Linked DNA regions of Gasterosteus aculeatus: all the other regions are linked to region 1. A link is a contact called in public Hi-C data. All regions are on one chromosome and are shown on one strand. Each heading gives the region's core, a stretch centred on a gene start, on an enhancer-like site or on the middle of the called end of the contact. The rest is flanking DNA. Distances are from core to core; before and after follow the strand shown.

What was found. Hi-C and Micro-C count contacts between places; a contact is called where the count stands out from the background.
Region 2: a Hi-C map of tail fin shows a contact between it and region 1, with 4 times the contacts expected there. The contact joins the enhancer-like site here to the promoter of LOC120827768 in region 1. A contact is called at or near these places in 2 of 6 Hi-C or Micro-C datasets (liver and tail fin).
Region 3: a contact with region 1 is called in a Hi-C map of whole body, with 4 times the contacts expected there. The contact joins the enhancer-like site here to the promoter of LOC120827768 in region 1. A contact is called at or near these places in 5 of 6 Hi-C or Micro-C datasets (liver, skeletal muscle, tail fin and 1 more).

The regions. Positions count from the first base shown.
Region 1 is chr11:10,974,752-10,979,858 of fGasAcu3.hap1.1, reverse strand. LOC120827768 (transcription factor Sox-9) reads right to left here and starts at 2,358. Exons shown (of 3, transcript XM_040190876.2): 1 at 1,576-2,358; 2 at 996-1,243; 3 at 1-718. The coding sequence starts at 2,000. All of the region lies in intron 1 of LOC144384527 (a long non-coding RNA gene), which reads left to right.
Region 2 is chr11:11,035,406-11,040,512 of fGasAcu3.hap1.1, reverse strand. All of the region lies in intron 1 of LOC120827769 (a long non-coding RNA gene), which reads left to right. Among protein-coding and RNA genes, the nearest start is that of LOC120827769, 22 kb to the left of the region's middle. Within about 2 kb of position 2,657, at least 3 of the 9 cell types and tissues checked have open chromatin away from gene starts, as enhancers often do.
Region 3 is chr11:10,928,667-10,933,773 of fGasAcu3.hap1.1, reverse strand. No RefSeq gene overlaps it. Among protein-coding and RNA genes, the nearest start is that of LOC120827768, 46 kb to the left of the region's middle. Within about 2 kb of position 2,938, at least 3 of the 9 cell types and tissues checked have open chromatin away from gene starts, as enhancers often do.

The DNA of each region.
Region 1 (5,107 bases), core at 1,109-3,608:
TGCTGCGGACTCTGGGTCTGCGGCACGGAGGGCACCCCGGTGGTGTCGGCGATCGGGGTGTACATCGGCCTCTGGCTGGGGCTCATGTAGCCGAAGGTGGAATACAGGCCGGAGCCCTGGCTCTGGCTGTAGTAGGAGTTGGCGCCGCCTTGGTGATCTGAATAGTCATACTGTGCTCTCGTGATCGAGGGGTAGGAGGAGGCGCTGTAGTGCTGCAGGTTGAAGGACCCATAGGTGACGTGCTGCGGGGAGCCCTGCTGCTCGCTGTAGTGGCTGGGACTCAGCTGCTCCGTCTTGATCTGGGTGGTTCTCTGTTGACCCTGCTGGCCTTGCTCTCCTCCTCCGCCCAGGGTGGTCAAAGAGTGCTGCTGCTGCTGCTGCTGCTTGGACATCCAGGCGTGGGCCCCGACATTGGCCGCGTGGCCGACTGAGGAGCCGCCGATGCCATAGCCGCTGGCGTAGCCGCCCTGAGCTGCTCCCGTCACTCCAATGTGGCTGTGAGGTGGCAGGTACTGATCGAACTCATCGACGTCGAAGCTGCCCATGTTGGAGATGACCTCGCTGCTCAGCTCGCCGATGTCCACAGCTCCAAAGTCGATGTTGAGCTGGCGGCTGGTGCCCTCCTGCATGGGGCGACCCTCTCGCTTCAGGTCAGCCTTGCTGGAGGGCAGGTCTGTCTTGGGGGTGGTAGGGGGTGTTGGAGGGCCCTGGGACGGACCTGGTTGGAGGAAAGACAAGAGTTAGCCTTGAAATAAAATGTACCCGCGTGGTGAATCGAAATGCCAGTGTATTTGCAAATGGTTTCAGGAGGAGGTTTTGTTGACACTGTACCGACAGATACCAGCACGATGGCTTGTAAAACACTAATCATTAAGCACTAATCATTAACAGGTGCCTGTTCAAGGCCCTAACAGCTTCTGAATATTTGATTTATACCAGCACGTGCTTACTGTACCAGCAAAATGTGCTCTTTATTTCCCGCATTATATTCTCACCTGAATGCTCTCCTGGAGAATGCACCTCGCCCGAACTTGAAGCTGGAGAATCGACCTGCTGCAGAGCCTTGAAGATCGCATTTGGAGAGATGTGGGTTTGCTCGCCGTCCTCGGGGTCGTTTTGCCCGTTTTTCACGGACTTTCTCCGCCTGGGCTGATATTTGTAGTCGGGGTGGTCCTTCTTGTGCTGGACTCTCAAACGCTCAGCTTCTTCCACAAACGGGCGCTTCTCTGCTTCGTTGAGCAATCTGAAAATATCACGGATAATTGTACATTCACATTAAAACGCGTTCAATTGGCAGCAAGCACGACATACATTGATTATTTTAATGTTCGAGAAAAGCAGCCACAAAAAAAGTTTGCGCATTCTAAGCCCAGACCAGCTGGATAGTAAAACAAGCAGTTATATATAGATAAAACCGCAATAATTAGTAATGTAATTTTAAAAGCTGTAGTCAAATTACAAGGCAGATTGAAGCAGCTGTACACGAAGTGGCGCATCGCATCGGAGAAATAGTTGTTCCCGCACACGGCGGCGCGTAAATACGCACGAGTTATTGCGAATGCAAAGCAAACCTACCTCCAAAGTTTTCCCAGGGTTTTGCTGAGTTCGGCATTGTGCAAATGCGGGTATTGATCGGCCAGCTTCCTCCTTGCGGCTTGAGCCCAGACCATGAACGCATTCATGGGTCTCTTGACGTGAGGTTTGCTTTTACTCGAGCCGTTGACGCGCACCGGCATGGGCACCAGAGTCCAGTCGTAGCCCTTCAACACCTGGGACACCGCATCTCTGATGCACACGGGGAACTTTTCTTCTTCGCCCTCTTTCTTGTAGTCTGCACCCAGGAGGAGGTGGTTGTCGGACGGCCGGGTGTTCTCAGTGTCCGAACCGGACACGGAGCACGGTGAGCCTGCGGAGTCCTCGGACATGCTGGGACTGGGAGCGTCAGAGTGACACTTCTCCTGTTCTTCTGTCATCTTCAGGTAAGGGTCGAGGAGATTCATGCGAAAAAATTGAAAGAAAAACTTCTCGCAGTGAAAACAACAACAAAAAAGGAGAAAATCCTTATTTCTAAATCCGAGTGCTGTGCCCAAAGACTGCAGTGACAGCCTATCAGGGCGCACGGCTTGACGGGCAAACTTGAATCCTTTTTTTAAAAAAAACACACACACACACAAAAAAAATGTCAAAAATAAAAGTTTTTGACGATCCGTCGACTTTCACAAGCGAAGAAGGGAAATCTGTTTCTCTTTCTAATGCTCAGCGTTGCAACTGTGACTTAAGGAGAAATGTGGCTGAGATGTCTGCTCCTGGAGCGTCGCTGAAGAGTCTAGAGACGCAGGAGGCGAAGCCCGGATTTATGTTTGACGGCCGCGAACTGATTGGGGGAAAACTTGTGGTAGGCGGAGACGTAATATGACTCTGCTCTGAGGGATTGATGCAGTCAACAACAACGAAACCACAGTCACAGTAGAGAAGAGGTGTTTTCCCCTTATAAACCCAGGTTTCATTGACATTTTAGCTTTGATGAAAAGTTTAAACTTATCTCACACTCTCTGACAAAAAGTAAGGCTATACTTAGTAAAAAGTCACAACCTCGAAATGTTACAATAATGTTTGGGATTTTAATATTGCAGTGAAATCAAGATGAAAAAAAAGAAAAAAGACCCTCTGAATTTACTTTGATACTAGAGGCGAAAGCATTTTACTCACTTTATTGTTAGAGGCATCTATTGGTATATGTACTTGTACTTTATTCTTCTTTCTTTTATTTATTTCAAGCAGGAACTACAGGCTAATTTGCATATTGGGAAAAAACCTGTCCCCCGATTGACAAGTCACTTGCTTTGCCGACAAAAAGTCAAAGAATCTGACTCTGAATCTCAAAGTTGGGGTTTCAGGTAAAGTCGCCACGATCAATTGGAAACCTGTTTCTCCTTTCTACATTCGAGTAGTTCTCATTTGGAAACTGGGGACGTTTTTTGATGGTATTTTCTTCTACTCTTCTTTTGGAATAACGCGGGTAGCTTTGTGCACGGAGACAATCCCGTGAGCCGCATCCCCGTCGCCTCTCGGCTCGATGCAGTGACCAATCGGACCAACAGGGGGCGACAGCAGTCCAGCAACTGTGCAGCGCGCCAACCATTCAGACACTACCGGGTGATACAAACATATTGTTATTCCGGTAGATGGGTTATTAGTGACATGTGGCTTTAAAAACGATTCTTATTTCAAATAAACAACAAGTGACATGCGGTATCCCCCATTTTTGACGTTTACTGTTGAAGTTTAGAAAAGCTGAAGATTACTATTTTGATTGATGATTTAGATTGCTGCTGATTCAGTGATTGGTGATTTGCAACTATTTCTATTCTATCTTTTGACAATGTGAATCTAGAGGACAAATATAAATAATAGCAGTATTAACAATGATGATTAAATTAATAATAATCATAAGAATGATAAGTTTGTGAAAGTAAGTAAAGTAATATGTTAGGCTACTTAGTTGATTTAAGGTTTTCCTCGGTCGACGCAAACATTTAAAAATGTCTGTGGAGAACCGGATCAAAACAAACATGTCTCAACACTGAAATCTACTTTGCTGGATTTGTTCCAACACTTGTTTTTGCTGCACAAAGGACACTTTGTTGAGAGAGTTCAGTCCCTATAATCCATGCTTACCATTTTATAAACCAAATCCGACTGCTGCTTGTTATGTGTCGACATTCAGTCATGAAAACTGAAAGTTTTCTATTTTTATCACAAAGTTGGTTTAATAATCAAGGAGTCCAAAGTAAAGAACTTTTATTAATGAAGTATATCTGTAATCATTTAAGAATATAATATCAACCACATTGAATGGGGCTGATAAGAACATAAAATACTTATTATTTTTTAAATAACACATATCATTCTCTTGCAGAATACTTAGTAATAGCCTGTCGGCAGTCGGAGCCTTTCATTGCTGGGTTAACATTTTGAAAATCACCTTTCATATTCAAAGAGGGCAGTCGTTCAAGATTTGCTGTGAAAGCCTTTCAGCCCATCTTGACCCTGACATGTTCATTAAAACGTGCCCGTCTCCCGCATACAACTAAATGAAATACAACAAAACAAAGTGGTGTGAAACAAAGTGGATTTGAAAAAATGAAGGACTGTTTGAGTTGTTTTTTTTTCACGGGAGTTAATAGTTATAATTATGTTGATTTTGTAACACTCTAAAGTAACCCGACTCTCTGTACTTATCATGAAACCCTTGATCTATTTCCCGCAATGTACTTAAACCCTTTGAATTCTCTCTCAAGGTTTCAGCTCACTTCAGGCACCAATATCCTTCTGGCAGTCTCTTACTTTTGCTGTGTACAAACCAACACACCATATCTCATTAGAGCGTAAATATTTGTCATTTTCAGTTTTTTGGAGGCGAGCTGCTGCCATTTGAGACGGCGGGTTTCAACATGCAGAGGAGGAAACCCATGTGATGGCTAACACGGAGGCATCAGAGATGCGGTCGCTCGTGTTTGCGCCCCCACAGTGCTAACGGCAGAAGGCTTGAGGTGCCCCGTAGAATGGGAGGAGGGTGGGGGACGCAGGTCCTCAGGCGGCCCGGGCTCGCAGCTTACATGGAATACCCGCCTGCAGGCCGAGCAGGTCTTGGGAAACTTCTCAGCTTGACTTCGAGCCGTGGCGTCAAAAGTTTGAGTCAAACACTGAGGGTAAACTGCCAAGTCATGTCTTCCACCTTCCCTGGCTCGCTCAGATTCCACTGTAAATGTTTGAGCAGGCCGCCCCCTTTTTTTTTTTCAAACGTGTTGGTGCGTCGCCTTCGAAGAATGCTTCTCAACAATTGAATCAAAAGAAGCGGTACATGCATGTGTTGCATTTCGCAATTCTTTGATTGAAGGGAAGGTTTGATTTATTTCCTTGTGCAGGAATGTATAAAGGCTATGCGGAGAACTTTTAAAAATGTTGCAATAGCATTGAAATCCTTTGTTTGAATGATCTCGCGCCCATAAGAGACGGAAAGACTTCCCCGATTGACAAATACTGCGGCAGGGTGACGCGGTGGAGGCAGAGGTGGCTTCGGCCGCTCACAACAGACGTAACACCT
Region 2 (5,107 bases), core at 1,408-3,907, 60 kb before region 1:
TGCTCAGTGGTCTTGTGTGTTTATTCAACCGTGTACACTCTAACGTTTCCCCGGCTGAAGCAAACACAGATGAACACGCAAGTGCGGGAGGAAATTGCAGTTGAATGTCGTGCTCGAGGAATTATAATCTGCTGAGGCGAAACTGGATTAGAGAGTTCCTTTTCCTTTGTTCCACTGGGCCGTTCAGCTTCTCACCACCCCAATTCTCCATACTGCGTTTGCTTTTAAGCGCACTACCGCGACTTGTAGTGTGTCTGTTCACAGGAGCAGCCGGGGCGAAGCTGCCAGCCTGTATCTGCAGTCTGCGTGCGGTTTCACTCAGCTGGTGTCGAAAATGATAACAAAGGGAAATAAATGAAACGGCACCAAAGTAGAGATACTTTGGATAAAAGTCAGACATACATTCCAGTGAATGGAAAGGCCGAGTTAGAAGCTGAGGCTGCAGGATGTAATGAATAGTTCTGTGTGTGTGTGTGTGTGTGTGTGTGTGTGTGTTTACGAAGCACAGGGCTGGGAAACTTAGCGTTTGGCCCTCCAGGTGTGTGAGCCGGTGGTTCGTCGGGGCTTGTGCGGCCTGCTGCGGAGGTGGCTCCGTGACAGCGGTAATGATAGGTTGTGGCGAGTGAAGACGTGTGTGTGTGTGTGTGTGTTTCCGCAGGCGAGCGTTAGCTGCGCTCCTGATGACATACACAAGTCCGTGCACACAGTCAACAACGTACTTTATATCAGACTTCACATCCAACGCATCGTTAGCAATTAGACGCATGACATCAGGGCGAGTGAGCACTTGCCAAGAGAGGAGGAGGCAAGTTCTACAAGTCTGGGGTCAGATGATCCTCAACCAACCGGCGCTGTCTGAAATGCAGGCTCTTAAGTTGGGTGACATGGGGGTCAAGTTCAGGTTGAGCTATAATCAAGCAGAGCGGGTCAAGTGCTTTTGCCTGTTTGATTGTCTTCCACGTGTTGGCAGGATACCTCTTCCAGTTACATTTGCACCAAGTATGATTCAATCAATTGGATGATTCAACCAGTCTCTATAATGTATTATCTGCACAGATAAGAAACATTACATCTTCTTAAAACTTCCTGAATTAGTGCGCCTTTCTTCTCTTTGTTGTGGTGTGAAATGTTGGATTCACACACCAGCTTTATTGAAAATAAAATGTTTGTCCACAGTGACACATCTATGGTTGAATTGTTTGTACTACAGGAAGGGCTACCAAAATGCTGCACAATGGATAAGTAACGTGTACGTCTATTTAAACAACCTCTGCTTTCAAAACCTGTTTCACCTGTAAACGCCAACCCAAACAGTTTATAATTACAGCAAATTCTGTTAAATTTAGATTATTCCCCATAGATCCCAGTTTAATATCCCAAAGGGGTTTTTGATGCTATATTTTTTACTTTATTTTCTGCTACAAAAAGGCTTTTCTGCAGGAGCAGCTTTGCAGATGCTCTTTGACAACCGAGGCCCCCGAGCTCAGCGCTGCGGATGTTGAGATTAGTTTCTCATTTTATGACAAGCACATACCTGGTGCTTATTAAATGGGCTCTTCAACCCACATTTACAGTAATGTGGAAAGAAGATAATAGTGTCGCACCACAAAGATGCTCATTGTTGGGGCTTGCACTGAGACCTTCCATCACAACTTGCTGCGGCTAGCCGCCCCGCACAGTAAAGCTCTCAGGAGGACCTTTTTCTGTGCCGGGACGTTCCACGTTGGTCTTACCACTCTAGCCGCAGCCGCACCGCTTCTCTGTGCCGTCATATCGCGAACATTGAAATACACAGACGTGTGCAGAGCGGAGATGACAGGCAAGCTATTGTCTTTTCTTACACATGGTGGACTGGAAGAATAAGCTGTGGTTTTAAGACCGTTGTTGCTGCTGGTGCTTTATGTCAAGGTGGTTCCTTAACATGTCTGCATGCATTCAACCAAGCAAAAACGTGAGCTGCATTAGAGCAAAGACATAGGAGACACATCACTTTTAGTGTCCCCTGTCACTCCGAACAAGGCAACTTGGCACATTCCATTCTCTGGGGCATATTAATTAAAAAACAAACTCCATAGCTGATTAACTGCAGGTATCAGCGAGTTCTTTGTCCTTCAAAGATCAGACGCTATTGTAGTGGGTGTCTGTAGAAATCCTTGTGAGATTATTTTTCTATTACATTTCGTGTTCAGAATTGATCTCTAATGGGGCTGAGTTCAAAGAAAGGAAGAGGACATGTCCCGCTGTCTGAGGACTTAGTGTTGATTCAAAGCCTTCCAACTGTTAACAGCAGCCGGTCTTCTTAGGAGCTCCGACTTCAGGGTCCAACTGTATATGAAAAAAAAAGAAGCTTTAGTCAATCCCCGACAGGACGACACTATGCATCTCCCCACGCACTGTAGATGAAAGGTTCATGATTTAGATCGTATTAAGCTGTCCGCAGAGGTTTTAAAACTTCCTTGCTCTATCTTTGAATCATGTTTATTTCTCTTCAGCGCGTTTCTTTTGCAGTCCCGGAGAAGACGGGCCCAGAAGTCAGTGTCAGCACTTACTTTTGTGATTTCTTTCTTGGCAGAGGAACAATAGCTTAGTTTATGCAGTGCATTCCTGATTATTGACACACTTTGGTATGGCGGAGGATTAGCGCGCACCCCGGCTTGCTGATTCTTCTGCTCTGACTCCTGAGCAACACCTGGGTGTATCCACGACAACAGACAGCACAAGGAACAGTGATTTCTCCACCGACCGGTTCGACAGAAAGTCTCTGGCGATGCTTGTGCAAGGAGGGTCCCTTAAGAGAGGACAAGCGGGAAATGTTTACTTGACACAAAGCACAAGGTGAATCCTTGCAAAAGTGCCCAGCTACTATTGGAATTGACTTGTTTCCTACCAATAAAAATCACAAAATGTCTTCATGCACAAGTTTCTATCCTTTATGTTCAGTATAGAAAGCGTAATAGGGTGAAGATGGTGGTTTATGGTTTCCTGCAAGAAGAGCTGGTAGCCCTGATTACCTTAGTCCGGCTGTAGCCCACATGTGGCCTGATAGCAGAGACAGAGGCAGCCTTGTTAGCACTTGGCTGAGCGTCTCCTAATGACCTGCTCCTCAATCTTATCGGCAGGAGCCCACAGGAGCAGTAGCAAGCATCCTGGTGAAGCCTTACCGCTTACGTCATGGCCTATAGGTTCCACACTATAGTTCTACCTAGTCTGCAGCACACTTCACTTTTGCCCAGCAGCTGGAGAGAAAGATGTTCGAACTTTTGGGGCATAACGTATTATGGCGGAAACAAGATTCCAAACTGATGCAATCGTTCATCTCGAGTCAGCAGTAATGATGAGTCAGCAGTAATGATGGTCTCAAACAGTCAGTCAGGTCTGTTCAAAAATTGGGGTAAAAGGACCGCGACCCATCAGCCTGGGTCCGGTAGTGTGCAAGAGTAACCGTGGACAGACAGATGCACACATGTCTGGGGACAGTGATAAGATTAGCTTCTCAAATCAAACAACTGTGGTGCTGAATTGAAACAATCGAGTATAGAGTTGGTCGTGACATCACTCATCGGTTTCTGGAAACGCTGTCACCTCTGCCACCTTGGATCATAGTTGTCGCCATCTTGACATTTTGCAGCCGGGGAATGAAAGGGACCATAATTGATGTTTTTACGCGCACTTTTCCTACCACATTTTTTTCTATCGACATGATGTTCATGCACAGTGGAATGCGGTAACCGTCAAGTAATGACAAGACTAATTACATGTTAATAGTCATAAAACCAGTAATGAGACAACCACTCATTACTTTTACCTTCTTGCTTATTACTTTTAAATATTGCAATTATAAAGTTAGTGAACAACCAAAACAACAAAATAGTCCAAACTGTTTAAACAAATAAAACTTCAAAGGAATTGAAGAACATGGCATTATGCGTTGTTGGCTGCTAAAAAAGAAAAAGAAAAGAAAGCTTCCTGATGAGCTGAATTGTCAGGGAGGAAATGTAAATAATGTAAATGAAGGCCGTGGAACCGGACCTGGCCCGCTCAGGAGCCCTCTCGCTCTCGAAGAGTGGTTTGGTTTGGCGCTGTCCCTTTTGTTGACACTGCGAAGGTTCTCATGCCTGTCAGGCCGCTGTCCTCGAACGGCACCACCATGACATGGCCTGCACAATGCTACCGGCTGGCCACACTGTCACACTATTGTCTCACTATCACCGGTTGCTTGACTGGAAAAAAGTTATAAATATTTTTGTGCAACTGCATCACTAGATGAGCTGTGCTGTTTGATTGTTGTGTCACTTTTTGTTCCATCCTTCTTTGGCGCTTCAGCCTTGTCATGCGGTAGCCTATATTCTTTTTTTTTCTTTCTGATGGCTCATGACTTGTTTGGGCGTTGGCGTTTGCGGGGACAAAAAAAAACCTTCCCCGTGCCATTAAATGCAGATTATTGCAGGCTTTTAACGGAGATCTTATGGTGTGAGGCATCGTGGGAACTCTGGTGAACCTCCCGACCCCACGCACCACTGCAGCACAGTGACCCTCATCACGTGACAAAGGAATGTACCGCATCTTTTGTTTTAACACCCACGGCACTCATGGAGTTGAGAGCGTTTTTGCATAGCACAGAATGATTACTAGCTTGGCATTTTGCCTCCCCATTCTCCCCCCAGTGTTATTCCCAAACAGGATTTGCAAGCTGCTCTCTCCTGCACCTTTTAAATCACTTCAAGCGCTACTGAAGCCTTTTTCACCCAAAGCGGGCACCAATCTAATGGCATCATTTGGGCCAGCACACATCAAGAGACTCAACCCCCCCCCCCCCCCCCCACTTTTTTTTCTGTGCTTAAGTTTTTTGTGAACAGCGCAAAACAAAAGACCGGCCCAATGAAGCGCATCTTTGCTTGCGGGCTGAATAGAGGGGCCCCTTTCATGGCTGTTTATGAGCACCCCTCTTCAAAAACACACATACAAATCACATCCAGTTCTCCGAATGGCTCCTCTGATGGCATGATGGCAGGATGATGGCGGGATGATGGCAGGAAGGCGAGAGGGCGTGCATCCTGTGGTGCCTCTCTCCCCTTTCATACGTTCAAATTGATGGAGGTTAACTGTC
Region 3 (5,107 bases), core at 1,689-4,188, 47 kb after region 1:
GGATAAAATCATATCCCTTTAATCACACTTTTTTAAAAACAAAAACAGTTCCATCGTCTTAGTTCCTTGACATTATCTGCTCATCAGGGCGAGTGATGTGAGCAAGACGGAGAGAATGTGGGAATTTCACCATCGTACAGAGACAAGACTGTGCTGCCAGCATTATTATCTGATTATTTGTTTCTCTTTATTTTAAAAGCGCCAGCTGCGAATTTAATAAGAATCACCAGGATAAATCAAAAATATGCGCTATTTTCTATACCGGCATTTTCTAACACACACAGAGCTGCAGCCTTAATGGCACATCCGAACGATGTAATGAGACCATTGCAGACGTGTGGATTGAGGCAACGGAACGGAATGTCCCAGAAGAACACTACATACTGGCATAAAACACAATCACAATCACAACACACATCAATATGCTACAATAGTGTAATAACATTTTGTATAATTAGTCAAATCTCTTAGTATGGCTTTCCCTTGGAAAGATACCATGACGGAAAAAACTTGAATGTATTCTGTTTAAATTGCAAAGTTGGCAAATCGAGTGAATCTAGCAACTAAAGCGTAATGTAAAGTACCAGTTGACAGGAGAGAAATGATGATAGTCCATCCAGTAACACCCTTGCCCGCTTCCAGCAGCAGGATTTTGAGGAAGTTTGGAGCCTTGGTTTTGGCGCTGATTGCTCGTTTGAGTTCACGGGCTTAAATAAAGACACTTCATCACAAGTGCACAGAGGGGTTTTTTCCCAGACTTTGCAGGACTTTGCCAAGACCCAGGGCGGTCACATCTCTGGACTTGAGGAGTTACTGCATGACTCACAAAAACAACTGCCTCAAGAGAAATATAATACACATATTATGTAGATTTGAACATTGCAAGGCTTCGTGCCAGATTTTAGTCGAGCTCAACTCACCCTGTGTGACTGAGTGTTAAAAGCACAATTCAGAAATGTACAACCATGAAAATACAGCTATAAACAAATGCATGCGCACTATTATCCGCAAATCTATTGTGCATATTTGGGTGTAGAGGAGGTAGGCAGATGGTGTGTTCTATTTATTTATAGGATTAAAGCTGTTATGCATGATTTTGGGGGGTTTGGCACATGATGGGAATGGATGTGAAGTAGCAAGACATAAAAAGTTTGATTTTAGTCCAATAAAATTCCAAATTAAACTGAATTGTAGATAGATGAAATTAAGAGCCTGAAAACAGGAAAACACGTCAAACACACTGAAGCTGTCATTATTTTTATGGTATAACACGTCACACATTTACATTTAAATGACTAGTATTCACAAAAGTGATTTTCTTTTGAAAAGAGTTCAATTAATTCACACAACTAACTTCTGGTGGTCCTTTTTTATTGTCCTGACACATTCTACGTAACTGTTTACTGGGCGCACGAGGCTCTCTGCCCACACCTTATTAAAACGGCTTAACACACCTGGAAAATAAAATGCCGCTGAAAAATGCTTTGCTTCCAGTGCAAGATAAAGTCCGCCACCTTCGCTGAGGACTAATTGGCTGTTAAGACCGTAACAAACTTAAGCATAACCGTTAAACTGATAAGCAAATAGCCATAATTAGAAGAGCAGTCAACAGGGTTGGCAACATGCAAACCAGTAGCCAGTTGTCTCCGACAGTGAATTGGAGCTGTCTTTATTTTAGAAAGACACTGCTCTCGAGATCATGTTTCCATGGTTTTTGTTTTTTGCAGACCTGCACAAGTATTTAAGTTAACATGTAGGGTGTTGGATGCACATGACGATCCGTATGAAACGTACTGTTAATGGCGGCATGTCTGCTAAGTCTGAAAGAAAACAGGTTTCCCCAGTTCTGCTTAAGGACATTAAGCAACACCCTCCATATCGTAAACATCTTTAACTGTGTCTTTGCTTTTTTCTTAGTGTCAGTTTTGTTTCAAGCTGCAGATATACAATGAAGAAAAATTCATGTCTATCTGTTTTTTCTGGTATAAATATCATACGTGGCCACAGTATCAAAGAAGGAAACAAGGTAAATCAGTGCCAAAATGAGTTTCTTTCGCAAGGTTTATTTTTAGGAGTCTGCGACAGACAACAGGTGATACAGGTACTGTTTTTTTGTCGAGATGTCCTTTAACGTGAACATGTTGACAGAACAAGTTCTAGGAAGTGAAGTATTCATCGAAAGGGAATTCCACCTGAAGCCGGCTAGCAGCGTCTTAGTTTTCACAGAGGCGTCTGACAAAGTGGTCCAACCGGTGGCCGTCTACGGTTAACGCAATGTTTCACCCAGTCTAGTATTACAAGGTAATTACAGCGCAAGACTTTTTTTTCGTTCTCTGGCATTTAATATATTGCTTCATTATCAAACTATACAATACAATATATCACACAACCCTCGGTGTAATGGCCAAAAAGCTTTTACGATACATTACGAGGCTTAACATAATACATAACCATGTAATGCCCCGACTGAGGTGGCTACTGTATCACCATTACTTCATTGAATTAAGTTTTAAATGCAAAAGGGATAGTGTTGCACAGTGTGTTGAGCGGCCTTTTCTCCCCCTCCCCCCCTCCCTTTGGGGTCAGCGGGGCTGTAAATGTCACTCTGAATTGATGAACTGTTGTTCGAGCTGACTTGTCAAATAAAGATTCTCAGTTTCACACCAAACGATCCGCGTCTTTCGATCCGAGCGTCAAAACAAATGTCTCTCTTTTCATATGTTGTGATATAACGTTAAAAAAATGTCGGGTAATCAAAGCATTTTTCTAACAGCTGGTAACAGAGTCGGGGAAAGCTGGTTAAGACAAAGGTCCTTTTAAGATACAAAGTGCAGGTGACCAACTTGTGCTCGTGTCATGTAGCCGGCTGTCAGGCTGAAGCGCGGCTGATTGTTAACACCCCACAGCGAGACCTGTTGCCCCGGGCTATTAGTCATCCTGACAAGCGCGGCGTACGTGCCAGTCTCTGGTCATGACACACTTGTTTCCACCATCTCCCCACCTTCTCACACCACTCCAGCTCTGATATGTTCCTAACGCATAGTGGCAAGAGTGACACAATGCCACTGACCCAAAACAAGCACCTATCAATTACTGATGAAAGAGGCCTTTTACCTATTTCTTACGTCATGTTCAGAGTCGGGCGTGGATGGGACTTAAAGCCATGTCAAAGGTGAGTGAGAAAAAACTTGGACGGAATAATAAAGTAGTGCATACTCTTCAAAGTTTAGCAATGTTGTATCAAATTATTGAATGAATTGCTCTGTAGCTGGAAATTTAAGAAGGTGCATGTTAGTATTGTGCAACTACTTACAGTAGTAATCATTTTATGGTAAATACAACTGTTTCTTTTCTTTATTTGTTTGCTGCTGGTTAACTAATGAACAACTTTATATGATATCACTTTTAGAAATATAAATTGTAAAGCTTTCCAGGCTAAATTTGGGATTCTAGAGAAAAAATAGGAAACAAAAAAAATTATTCAATTGTTTTCTCCCTTCCTCATTATATACTATAACTTATTTAATGATACAATGTATGGCTGTAGAGTCTGCGTGTTCTCCCACAGTCCAAAGACATGCTCTGGGGATCAGGTTGATTGGTGCCTGTAGGTGTGTGGATGTGAGTGTGAATGGTTGTGTGTCTCTGTGTTGGCCCTGCGATTGGCTGGCGACCAATCCAGCGTGTACCCTGTCTCTCGCCCGAAGTTGGCTGGGATGGACTCCAGCCCCCCCGCGACCCTGTGTGCAGGATAAGCAGTTGGATGGATGGGTATCAGTTTCTTTTCATTGATGGACAGAAAAGTAGCACATTATCTGAATATGATAAAAATTGGAAATTACCCGATAAAATACTTTTACTGCAGTTTTTTCACAATACTTTGTCTTGTCTCCGCTATGCTCACATGTGGATTCAACTTTAATTTTGTTAGAGGAGGAGATGTCGCTATAAAAATCATATTAATCTGATGTATGCTGCTATCGGTACACTTAACTTGCACATCCTGATTCTCCTTTTTTGTTCTCTGCATGTCACGCTTAGAAGGCCACCATATTAAAAGAAGCAAATTTCCTCCATGATGTGTTAAATGCAATCCTCTGCGAAATGAGCAAATGTAACGATGTTAATGTGGCCATTCGTGCACACAATGATGCACTAATGTAGACTGATTTTGAGGTATAATAGATGTTTATTTTAAGCATTGGTTTGCAAAATTTGTCTGAGTTGTCATACCAATCTTAGACTGCTGTAATAAATATAAGCAGTGATTTAATATAAGACCAGGCAGGGATTCAGCATACTGTTAAAGTCATTATGAGCTTGCTCTTCTCTTTCATCATGTCCAGGTTGGAGGCCTCCCTTCGGCGGCTGCAAAGAGGAGACGTGATCAGCGGATCAAATTTGGGGCCATAGATAATGTATTTGCTTAATTTACAGCTTGGTGGTTTCTTAATCTTGTCCTTTTCTGGTCCTGAGGTGACAAGCAAACGCTGTATTCAGAAACTCTGAGGTGTAATCAGCAATCAGAAATAGGAAGCCAGATGTCGGGCCTTTATAAATGGTTTCCTCCGAGGAGTTTGATTTAGTGTCCCGAGCGCAGTTAAACTTACAGTGTGTGTGTGTGTGTGTGTGTGTGTGTGTGTGTGTGTGTGTGTGTGTGTGTGTGTGTGTTGGAGTGATGAAGGGGGGAGAGGGGAGGGAGGGGGGAGGGAGGGGGGGGGTGCTTGCAGATCTGGGTGAGCAGAGAACAAAAAATTAAAAACAATATCTACATATATAAAAATTGAAGAACAATATCCCAAAATCAACTCAAATGATTTTTATGTTTGAGGATGAGGATTTATGCTGGCTTCAGTCAGTATAAGCTATTGAACACACTGGAGGCTTTGCCCTTTGACCTTAGTATTCCTGAGGGGGAAACATTTGTAAACACTGCAAAGCCAATGGGGTGACATCACTGGCATTAAGTCAACATGTAAAGTGCATTTTATTTTGTATTTATTTAAACCAGGACAGTGATAAAATATAGTTCTCCTATTTCACTATAAGTCACAAAGAGCTGACATTTGATTCAGTTACATGTTTTTTCAGTATTTCTTGAGTCCCT